Linked DNA regions of Danio rerio: region 2 is linked to region 1. The links are chromatin contacts, called in public HiCAR-type maps. All regions are on one chromosome and are shown on one strand. The core of a region is the stretch at or near the end of the contact, and the rest is flanking DNA. Distances in the headings are between cores, read along the strand shown. Region 1 overlaps galnt1 (UDP-N-acetyl-alpha-D-galactosamine:polypeptide N-acetylgalactosaminyltransferase 1). Region 2 overlaps galnt1 (UDP-N-acetyl-alpha-D-galactosamine:polypeptide N-acetylgalactosaminyltransferase 1).

What was found. HiCAR-type assays count read pairs that join an accessible place to other places.
Region 2: a HiCAR-type map of caudal fin shows a contact between it and region 1, with 5 times the contacts expected there. The contact joins two enhancer-like sites.

Annotation. Positions count from the first base shown.
Region 1 is chr16:29,991,691-29,997,144 of GRCz12tu, forward strand. The region is part of intron 1 of galnt1 (UDP-N-acetyl-alpha-D-galactosamine:polypeptide N-acetylgalactosaminyltransferase 1); the gene reads left to right. Among named protein-coding and RNA genes, the nearest start is that of galnt1, 7.7 kb to the left of the region's middle. Within about 2 kb of position 1,446, at least 25 of the 62 cell types and tissues checked have an H3K27ac peak or open chromatin away from gene starts, as enhancers often do. A contact at or near this core is called in caudal fin, where this site is marked.
Region 2 is chr16:30,190,196-30,195,786 of GRCz12tu, forward strand. It overlaps galnt1 (UDP-N-acetyl-alpha-D-galactosamine:polypeptide N-acetylgalactosaminyltransferase 1), which reads left to right. Exons shown (of 13, transcript XM_682380.9): 8 at 2,669-2,786; 9 at 5,589-5,591. Among named protein-coding and RNA genes, the nearest start is that of tmem245, 91 kb to the right of the region's middle. Within about 2 kb of position 2,561, at least 1 of the 62 cell types and tissues checked has an H3K27ac peak or open chromatin away from gene starts, as enhancers often do. A contact at or near this core is called in caudal fin, where this site is marked.

The DNA of each region.
Region 1 (5,454 bases), core at 196-2,695:
TGGAAGTAGTAGTAGTAGTAGTAATAATAATAATAATAATAATAATAATAATAATAATAATAATAATGATGATGATAATAATAATAATAATAATAACAATAATAATAATAATACAGTTTTTTCCAACTGCTTATAGACGTTTTCTAAACAGTGTCCCCTTTTATCAAAACTGCACACACAACACTGCATTCTAAATGCCATAAACACATTTCAAAATGAAGCAACCACTTCTTTCATAACAGTAAGTATTTTGGCTAAACCAAACACTGTTGTGGTAAATCCTACAGCTCATTGCTCTTTAGGCTTATATCTACATTTTAATACAATGTTTTACAGTGACAGTAATCTGCTAAGAGGAGTAACAGGTACACTGTAAACACCAATGACATGAAAAAAACTGAAAATATTTATTAGGCCAAGCCAAGGGTTGGTCATCAAACGTTACAGTGCTAGGCTCAGAAGAATTAGTCTGTTCTTATAGGATTTAGAAAAGGAGAATATGGGGTATAGGTACAAAACTACAAATTGTGGATGGGTGGAAAACCATTTTTTTTTGGACCAGAACAGCCCAGTGTCCCATCACCTAGTGTCCCATTGTCCAGTGTCCCATTGTCTAGCTTATACTAGACAAAAGCAGTGATTGATTAGTGATCAGTTAAGAAATTAGTGTTTCCACATTTAAGGAGTGTGTGTGTGAAACCTTGAGAATAAGTGTAGCATTTTGATTGGTTGTGTTTGGAAAATGAAAGCAAGTGGATTCCTGTTAGAGTTTTGTGTTTTAGGTAGAGTTGTGTGTAGAGTTTTGAAAAAAGTGTTTTATGCAGTTGAAAATGGAGTTCAAGGCTGAGAAATAGCTTTTGTATTTGAATATTTGAGGTGTTATTTTGCATTTTGTGTGAGATGTTTCAGAAATTGTGTGAAAAAAGATTTTGTGTATAAGCAGTTGGAAAAAAACTGTAATAGAAAAATATAACCCATAAATATTAAATAGAAAAATGTTTATCTATAACTTAAAAAAAAACAGAATAAAAAAAGTGGAAAAAAACAAGCAGATTTTAGGACCTTATGAATATTCCCAAGCTCCTGATAGACTCATTTCAGTACACTCAGATTTTTGTCACAATTTGTATATTTGCAGTCACTATTACTTCTTTTTTTAAAATATATTTATTATCAGTTTTTTTGTCTCTATAAATCTGTTGCACTGTAGAAGCTCTGTCACGAAAACTAATTCCTCGTATGTGTGAACATCCCTGGCAATAAAGCTCTTTCTGATTCTGATAAAACAGATCTGCCACACTTTTCTTTTTCCTCATGAAGTTACCCTAAAAATCCTAACACCATCAACAATCTAATGCTCTTTGGCAAAGATAAGGTCAGGCAGATGTAAAACTTGCTCACTGCTGAGAAATCTTGGAGAGGAGAACATTTATAGGAAATGAATCATGTTCATCGGGACTGGGCTGTAGCGCAGCGGCTTGTTTGCCCTCTCTTTGCAAGACTTCAGCAGAACTGCAGATGTGCACTTTCTCAATGCATACAATTGAGGTGCATGTTACATATTTGTCTGACACTCGTCTTTAACTCAACGTAGTTCATGACGTGTAAGTTTATGCTGGTGTGCGTTCGTCAACGTTTGTGTTGTGTGGGGAAGGAGGGGTGTTTAGTGTGTTCCTCCAAGAGGCTTTGGAACAATAGTCCCATTCTGTGAGTCTCTCTAGCTGCTGCCCGGGCCTGGCCGAGCGCTTGCCAGAACAGACAGACAGATGGAAGGGATCGTGTTCCTGCCGGCACCTGGCATCACAGAGCACAGGAATGCCATTGTTCCTCAGTAACCCAGCGGCCGACTCACTTTCCTGGACATGCAGAGTCGAAGTGAGGGTGGAACTGAATTGTAAGGCCCATGACGCAATGAGAAACAGTTAAAGTGCTGTTGACCGTCAATGGTAATGTCTGACACGAGGGCATGGGAGAGTGAAAGCGTGTGATTGAAAGCCTAGGATAGTTGTCCGGGGTCATCGGTAATGGATTAGATTAAGACCCTCCGTTAGCACTTGTGAAGCACTCTGATATTGACATTTGGGTTAATGGGGATCTCCAGAGGGCCGGTTGATGGCGGCTGCTAGACGAGGCGGGACTTTAAGGCCATATTTGAATATATTCACCTTAAATAGAAATGACTACAGACAAATGATCTTTCATAGTCTTTCCAGTTAGCTCTTCTTCCCAGATAGGCAGAACTGCTTTTTCGTACCTTATATTATACTGATTTTACTTCATTGACAGTCTAGGTAATTAGAAATATTAGAAATTACAGTTGTAGATGGTTTATTTTACTCTTTATGATCATTGTAATTCTCATTCTGTCACAATTTAAGTCTAATTTTTGTCTCTCTGAACAGCACTGGGTTCACGAGTCAGTGTACTGAGTATGCCGGGTTGTAGCTGTAAGGGCATCCGTCATAATAAAAAATTATGTATAAGTAATTGGTGGTTCATTCCTCTGTGGCAACCCCTTATTAATCAAGGACTAAGCTGAAGAAAATTGTCTATTTTAAAGACTTAAGAATTGAAATGTGTAATTTATTATTCAGATAGCCCCACCCCCAAATTCATGCCATTGGTTGAGCCAGTGTTGCTTTGTCGAGCTGGTTGAAGTTACTCAGAGCGATTTTAAGCACCACAATAGCACAATATTTAAGTATTTTTTTTGATGAAGTCAATCCACAAATAGTTTACTAGAGCAGAAAGCATTTAAGCAAATAATTTAAGCAAAAACTTTTATACAAGGGATATTTTCTATTTCTATATTATTAATGTTCTGATCTGTATTGTTATGTTTACTGTTTATATACATTTGTATAGGTTGTAATGATTGATTGATTGACTTTTCTTAAATATATAAAATAATTTTAATAGTATATTTTATACTATAATATATTGTATAATAGAATATATACACTCACTGGCCACTTTATAAGGGACACCTTATTAGTACCCATTACTAGTAAGTGGTTACTATTACCTTACCTTGGACCCATTTTGCCTTCAGAACTGCCTTAATCCTTCGTGGCAGAGATTCAACAAGGTACTTGAAATATTCCTCTGAGATTTATGTCCATATTGACTTGATAGCATCATGCAGCTGCTGCAGATTTGTCAGCAGCACATCCATTATGTGAATCTCCCATTCCACCACATCCCAAAGGTACCCTATTGGATTGAGATCTGATGACTATGGAGGCCATTTAAATACTGTCTGAGATGATTCACTATGACATGGTCCATTGTCCTGCTGGAAGTAGCCATCAGAAGATGGTTACACTGTGGTCATAAAGGGATGGACATGGTCAGCAACAATACTCAGGTAGGCTGTGGGGTTGACACGGTGCTCAGTTGGTACTAATAGGCCCAAAGTGTGCCAAGAAAATATCCCCCACCCCATTACTCCACCATTATATATATTGTATATATATTATTTGATTACATTGAGCTAAACTAATTAGAAGGTCTGATTTCATTACATTCGTTTTACAGTAAATTATTGTAATTTTTGTTTTGTTACTTATCAGTCTGCATTTTGGTTATTTTAAGTAACAAATTTTTTTTTTAAGTTTTTAGTTCTATAATGAACCTGTGTGCATTTAGCAACAGAGCGGTTTCACTTTAGTGTCAAGTGAGGAACTGAAACATCAGGGAATATAAATAAAGGAAAAGACTCAGACAGAGCGAGGGAACTGTCTTGTTAAGCAGTGGAGCAGCAGACCAATGAGATCAGCATAATAACTCCTCTGACACCAAAGTTTTGAAAAGAAAAGTGAAAATGTGAAACCTGAATACTTTTGAATATAGAGCATGATTCCTTATATGTGTGAAATATGAAAGGGAGAGAAATTAATCATAAGACGATATTTTGAGAAGGCTTTTGGTGTTTTTAATAATTCCTTAGCATGGAGAGCTATTCTCACTTTTAACTTCTTGTTTAATGGCCTGGTGGTTTATTAGTACTTATAAAGCTCAATAATTGGCTTATTCTGCACAACCATATTCTTCATCCTACACCCCAATTGTTCACTACAAAACAATTAATGACCAGTAATTTAAAACAATAATATAAAAACTCCACAATACGCAAAACAGCTTAGAGCTTTGGACACTTGAAACTATTAACCCTAGTTTATTCTAAACTAAGTGCATGTTTTTGATGTCAAGCCATATGATAACTGTTTATATACAATGCACTATCACAGCATGTAAATGTGTAAAAGAGATTAGTGCTAACATTTAAACACTATGTGCTCTATTTTGATGATCCAGGAGCAAAGTCCAAAGTGCAGGGCGCAAAAGCATTAAGGGCTTGTCCGAATTCACTTTTGCTATTGTAAGGACAAAAAGTCCGCTTTGCTCTGCAGCGCATGGTCTAACAGGGTTGAGCTTATTCTCTTAATGAGTTATAGGTGTGTTTTGAGAAAAAAAAAAAACAATCAGAGTCACATCTCCTATTCCCTTTAAGAGTCAGTTGCGTCGCGCCATAGTGCATTTGCTGTGTACATGGCGGACTTTGTTAGTTGAAAAACTGCATGCTCCACTAGAGAGAAAACAGTTAAACAGAGCATCTGCAGCGCAAGAATGAGAGACCGGGTGTACATGTGAAACAGTACATGTAAAAATCCCTTCTGGTTACCGCCATTCTTTAAAATATTTTCTTTAATGGTCTGGAGAAGAAGAGTCAGACCAGCTTTGAGTTTGTCTAACAGAGGCAGCTGCTGGGCTGTAATTGGATTTGCTCCAGGGTTATTGCTGGGTAGATGCAGATCTCCATCTCATTGTCTACCAGCTAGCAAATTCACCTTAATGATGATCTTTGAGATTTCTCATTCAATTGGGGGCAATATCGGTAGGAAATGTTGACAGGCTTATTTTAAGCGCTTCTGCATTGTTCCACGCTTCTCTGAAATGAAATTAAAGCTCATTAAAGCTGATTTGATCTGTGGCCCATCGGTCAGCGTTTCATGTTCTTTATCATTAGCTCATCCAACAGATAGCCCAACATCCTTTTCAGGCTGCCATCTTGAATCCTTGCATCTTGAAACTGCATTTGGAACGTATTCAGCATTGTTGACATTAACAAGATTATTTCTTCTCGTAGAGGGTTGGAGGATGATTAATCACAGGAGATCCCCTTCTCCACGCATCGGGATCCTGCTTTGATTTCCTTTCATCTCGGCTCTTCATGTCTCCCTCACTATCGTTCGCTCTCCTTTTTCCTCCTCCGTTCCTTTCCGTCTTCTCTTTGCCTCAGTCATATTTAGCGGTGAATCATTTTGCCTTTGAGCATTAAGACCTAAATGCAATAACACCATTTTCTGATCGGTGTCAGGTAGTGTTGTCACGATTACCGGTTTCAAAGTAAACCACAGTCAATTTTCTGATGTTTAGTATTATTATTTAACA
Region 2 (5,591 bases), core at 1,311-3,810, 200 kb after region 1:
AATAAATGCCACCTTGTTGAACATTAGAGATTTACCAACTTCAAATGAATAAATCGTTGAAATAATTAAGATTATAAACTTCCACTCCTGTGGGAGTTTGGACAGATTCAGTAATAACTTTTTTCATGAGAAATGTTTATGCTCAATATAATCAGCTATATAGTGTTTACAAGAGTAACATTCATTATTCATCCGTTAAAAAATATTAAAATATTAATAATATTTCATAATATAGTCTTGTTTTGTTGAACAGACAAGAAAAAGACACACACACACACACACACACACATGTATATACACACACACACACACACATATATATATATATATATATATATATATATATATATATATATATATATATATTTTTTTTTTTTTTTTTTTTTTATTTATTTATTTTTTTTACAGTAACACATGCAAGCCTACAGACATATTTTGGCAAAGAAACAAAATGAAGGAAGAATATTGCTGGTCACAGTTTGACAAAGACAAGTTGATGCCAAACCAGTGCTGATGCTAATTGCTTCTGTCCTGGATCCATAAACACTTCTGTTTATTTGCACAGTTGGAGAAAGAAGCCACAAAATAAAACTTTCTAAAATGTGCACTGCTTTGGAAACAAGCCAGCCACTAGTCGGAGCATCAGGATTTTCTCTCCATCAGAGTATGCGCCGGCACCGCTCATAAACACAACAATAAGGCTATAGTTGTGATGATAGTGTACAATCAACATACCAAAATTTTCCATTTGTAAAATTACAGTTATTAATAGTTTCTAATACAAACAAATACAAAGATTTTCTTGATTTTTGCATAATGATAACTGCGCACCAAACTGAGGCTTTCATTTTATAGCTTATAAAACTGTTTGCAAATTAATGCAGTATCCTATGCAAACAACTAAATAATTATATGCTACAGTAGCCTTTACTTTACAAAAAATCAACATATGAACCTTGTCGGTGTCTTTAATTCATTACACACAGTGCACGAGCGAGAGAGGAAATAAAAGCACACAAGCTCTAAGGTAAAATCAGAAGCTCAAGACATAATGTTTCAAATAATAACTTCTATTAAAAATGTTGACAGAAGTTTATGATATAAAAATTACAGCGAAGCGTTAATTAACTGCATATTTTCTGTGGAGCAATAAATTTGAGGTAGACTGGTGGGGGAAAAAACAGTACTGTATGCTGGTTCTTAAAAAGGATTCAGTCAGTGTTTTCGTTTTGTGCTCTAAATTTGTCATTTAAGTGAAAAATATCTTGGGCAGGACTGTTTATTTTATTCTTTTTATTTAGTTTGTTCTTTTTTTCTATGCTGTTGGAAACACTGCAATTGCGTGAAGATGTTCTATTGTAAAAATGTTCGCATGTTAAAATAAATCAGTATTTTAAAAAGCAATAATTAATGTGTCAGACACAAAATAGACACATTAATTGTTATTTTTTAAAATAAATAATAATTTAATATTAATCTGACCAGTTCACGGTTAACAAGCGACAGTTGTCGGATCGCAAAATTAACCAAAATTAGTATCCCTAGTAAACATTACATGTACTTACTGTAATATTTACAGTTATACATAATCACATGCAACAACCCAAAACCAAACCCTAATTCTAAAAATGACAACTATAGATAACAGTTTTGTTCACATCATTCACATCAGCCCATGATATTGTTACATGTATAATAAGCCCACACTGTACAGTTTTCCAAAGAAATCATACAATGTGATGTAATTGCAGTTCAAACACTGCTTCTCTTTGGAGTCCAAATTCAAGTTCATCTCTTTTTTTTAAATGAGCTTAAGAAGATAAAAAGACGAGAAAAGGAATAGATATCACAAGTCAGATCTGAACTCATGGTGCATATACGAGCACCACAGCTGAGTGAAAATGTGTGTTAACCACAGGGCGATTTGTAAAGACTTTTTAAATGCAAATTCAACATTTATCTCTTTTCTTTTCCGGAAAGGTATTTTACGTGAAACTTACAACTGTGGAATATAAAAGTGTTTCTCCGGCCCTGAAGCTAAACACCGCAGTTAAAACACACGCAGACGAGGGGGAGCGTTAAATCCACACCAGCACTTTGCTCACCTCATAACTGCAGGAACACAGCAGCTCTTAGCCTTCTGCTGTTAAATATCTTCAGAGTCCCTGTGTTTTTCAGAGCTGCGCGGTTGTTTTATCACAACGTTCTGTCGCCACTTCGCTTTCTGTTTTTGCATTTTTTCCCCTCGCGATCTTATTTCCTTCGTCTACTTTTTACATCAGCGCCTGGTTCTCTGCATGAAAACAACTTGAGAGCATAACAACAACAGGTTCTTACTTGAGGAAAACATGACTGTGAATGAGACGTGCTGCAGGGGATGGATGGAAGGAAAACAGGAAAGAACAGAGGGTGCCTGCTGAGGGAAATGGACGAACGAGACTGAAAGATATTTAAAGAAGGATATGTTGTTGCCAAAATAGGCACATGTAAACATGTCATTTCTATTGAGGATCTGGTTCGTCTGAGTGACACGCGATGTGCTTGTTTGTGATGGAGTGAACAGGAGAGGAAGAGCTGCTTTTATGAGATATGATCATTCCCCTTAAGGGCCTGTTTTTGCAGCTTAGAATTAAACTTGTGTGTTTTGCTTTGTGTTTTTTTCCACTAGGACCCCGACAATGGCAGGTGGCCTCTTCTCCATAGACAGAGATTATTTCCAGGAGATCGGCACATATGATGCAGGAATGGACATCTGGGGAGGAGAAAACCTGGAGATCTCATTTAGGGTCAGTCTCACTGCTAATATCAGTCAACCACCATTGCAGATCCACTTCTTTATATATAGGTTCAGATTTACCAAACGGGGCAAATTTGCATGAGTTTGCAATTCCAAATTTCTGCAGATCATTTACAGACAATGCACAAAGACGTAACATTGTATTTGCATATTAACCTACCTGTATGTAAAAAGAACAGGGTTAATTTGTGTAGTGGCAAATAAGCAGAGCTAGTGCTCTTAATGTGCAGTTGATTTACTATGACAAGACACAGCGCAATATATATTTAATTCTCCCCTCAGGGTAAAGGTAGGCTAGACAGTTATGTGTGTTAAGAAATGAATCAGTGTTTAGAATGTCAAAGTTTGTGTTATTTAATAAATGCTATGGTACACATATTGCACATATTGTAGTTTTATTTCATTCAGTCATATTTATTTGGTGGCACAGTGTGTAGCACATTCACCTCACAGCAAGAAGCTCGTTCAAGTTCAAGCCTCGGCTGGGTCAGTTGGCATTTCTGTTTGGAGTTTGCATGTTCTTCTTGTGCTCACGTAGGTTTCCTCCTGGTGCTCTGGTTTCCCCCACAGTCCAAAGACATGTGGTACAGGTGAATTGGGTATGCTAAAATTGACCCTGTATGAGTGTGTGAATGAGTGTGTATGGATGATTCCCAGTGATGGGTTGCGGCTAGAAAGGCCTCTGCTGTGTAAAAGATATGCTGTATATGTTGGTGGTTCATTGGTGTGGAGATTAATAAGGGACTAAGCCGAAAAGAAAATGAATGAATAAATATATTTATTTGATTTTTGGCCAAGAATAGGCATATTCCTAAATAGATAAGCTTAATATACTGTAAGTGACAACAAGACAATAGCTATGTTTCCATCCAAAGATGGAAATAAAAGTTATGCGCATTACTGGAATATTGCATGAAAGATGTGCGAATAAAGTAGCGTTTTCAATCCAAGTAGTCAAAGAGAACAAATTTGTCACTTCCTGATTAACTGGCGCCAAATATCAAAACTGAATTTGCTGTGGTAGAAAAGGTTGCTTGAATCTTTTCCATATTTAATAAATTACTTGCACTTTAGAAGACAATGCCCACACACGATGAACACGTGGTGGCGTTTGAAGGCATCATACACAGAGCGCAGACGCTCTTGACAGTTCTGGAGGTGATTATTAATATAATAACACTAATACTGGTGTTTTAGAATGACCAAAACAACATTTCAGATCTTTTACAATGTGGTCAGCCTGCTGGTTTGGTTATTCACGCACATTTTTATCATCACATGATCTCTAATAACAAAATCACATGACTTTTTCAATGCACATACTTGAATTTGTTCGGTAAAAGTGTTTCTATCATAATTTATGCAAATCTTTTCTTATTGAATAAAAAGTTTATCCTACTCAGTTATGCGCATACATTTTTTATGGGCATTTGCTAAATTTATGCGTATCTCGGCGATTCCATCAACCATTTTTTTTTTTTTTGAGAATGTCCAAAATACAAATAAAAATAGGTGGAAACGTAGCTAATGACAAACATCTTTTACATACAAAGGTGAAAGGCTTCTGTGTTTGTTAGTTAATCATCTTGCACGGTTCATTTAAACATTCCCCTCGCATAATGTTTGTGTCTGACTGGGAAACAAATGCATATTCAGTAATGTCGGGTGCAAAAATAGCTGTAATCCATGCATTTTCAGTGCTAAGTCTTCTCTGCATGTGATTAGTATATACTGACAGTACTGTTTTAATGGCAAACAAACATTTTATTAGTAATTCTGTCCCATATACAGTACACTACCTGACAAAAGTCTTGTCGTCAATCTAAACTTGTAAGAGCAACAAATAATAACTTGACTTATAGTGGGTCATTTCGAAAAGTGGCAGAAGGTAGATTTTTCTCATGAATCATCTGTTGAACTGTATCCCGATCATCACAAATACTGGAGAAGACCTATTGAAATGTACATGGACTTAAGATTCTCACAGAGATCAGTCAAGTTTGGTGAAGTAAAAGTCATGATTTCTGGTTTCATTCAGTATAAGGGGGTGTGCGAGAGATCTGCAGAGTGGATGGCAACATCAACAGCCTGAGGTATCTAGACATTTGTGCTGCCCATTACATTACAAACCACAGGAGAGGGCAAATTCTTCAGCAGGATAGCGCTCTTCTCATACTGCAGCCTCCACATCAAAGTTCCTGAAAGCAAAGAAGGTCATGGTGCTCCAGGATTGGCCAGCCCAGTCACCAGACATGAACATTATCGAGCATGGGGTAAGAGAAAGGAGGATGCATTGAAGATGAATCCAAAGAATCCTGATGAACTCTGGGAGTCCTGCATGAACACTTTCTTTGCCATTCCAGATGACTTTCTTAATAAGTTATTTGAATCATTGAAGAGATGTATGGATGCAGCCTCCCAAGCTCATGGGAGTCTTACACAATATTAATTATTTTTCGACTGCACCATGACTTTATATTCAAAACTGTACATTATTTCTGTTAAGTGACAAGACTTTTTTTTCAAAGCAAAGTCAGACCTTACTGTCCTAATGAAATAATAAAAATTGCAATCATGATCATATTTTATTTTGGTGAAATAAGTGTTATCTAGAGGCCTTTGCCTTTCATATAAGCCACTTCTGATACCAAAGGATCAACTAGAAGTAAAGTTATTATGTGCTGATCTTAAAACTTGGAAAGGTGACAAGACTTTTGTCAGGTAATGCACTGATGTTACTACTGATGAATAATTTTTGCTTTGAGAGCTAATCTTTATCTGTGTTTATCAGATT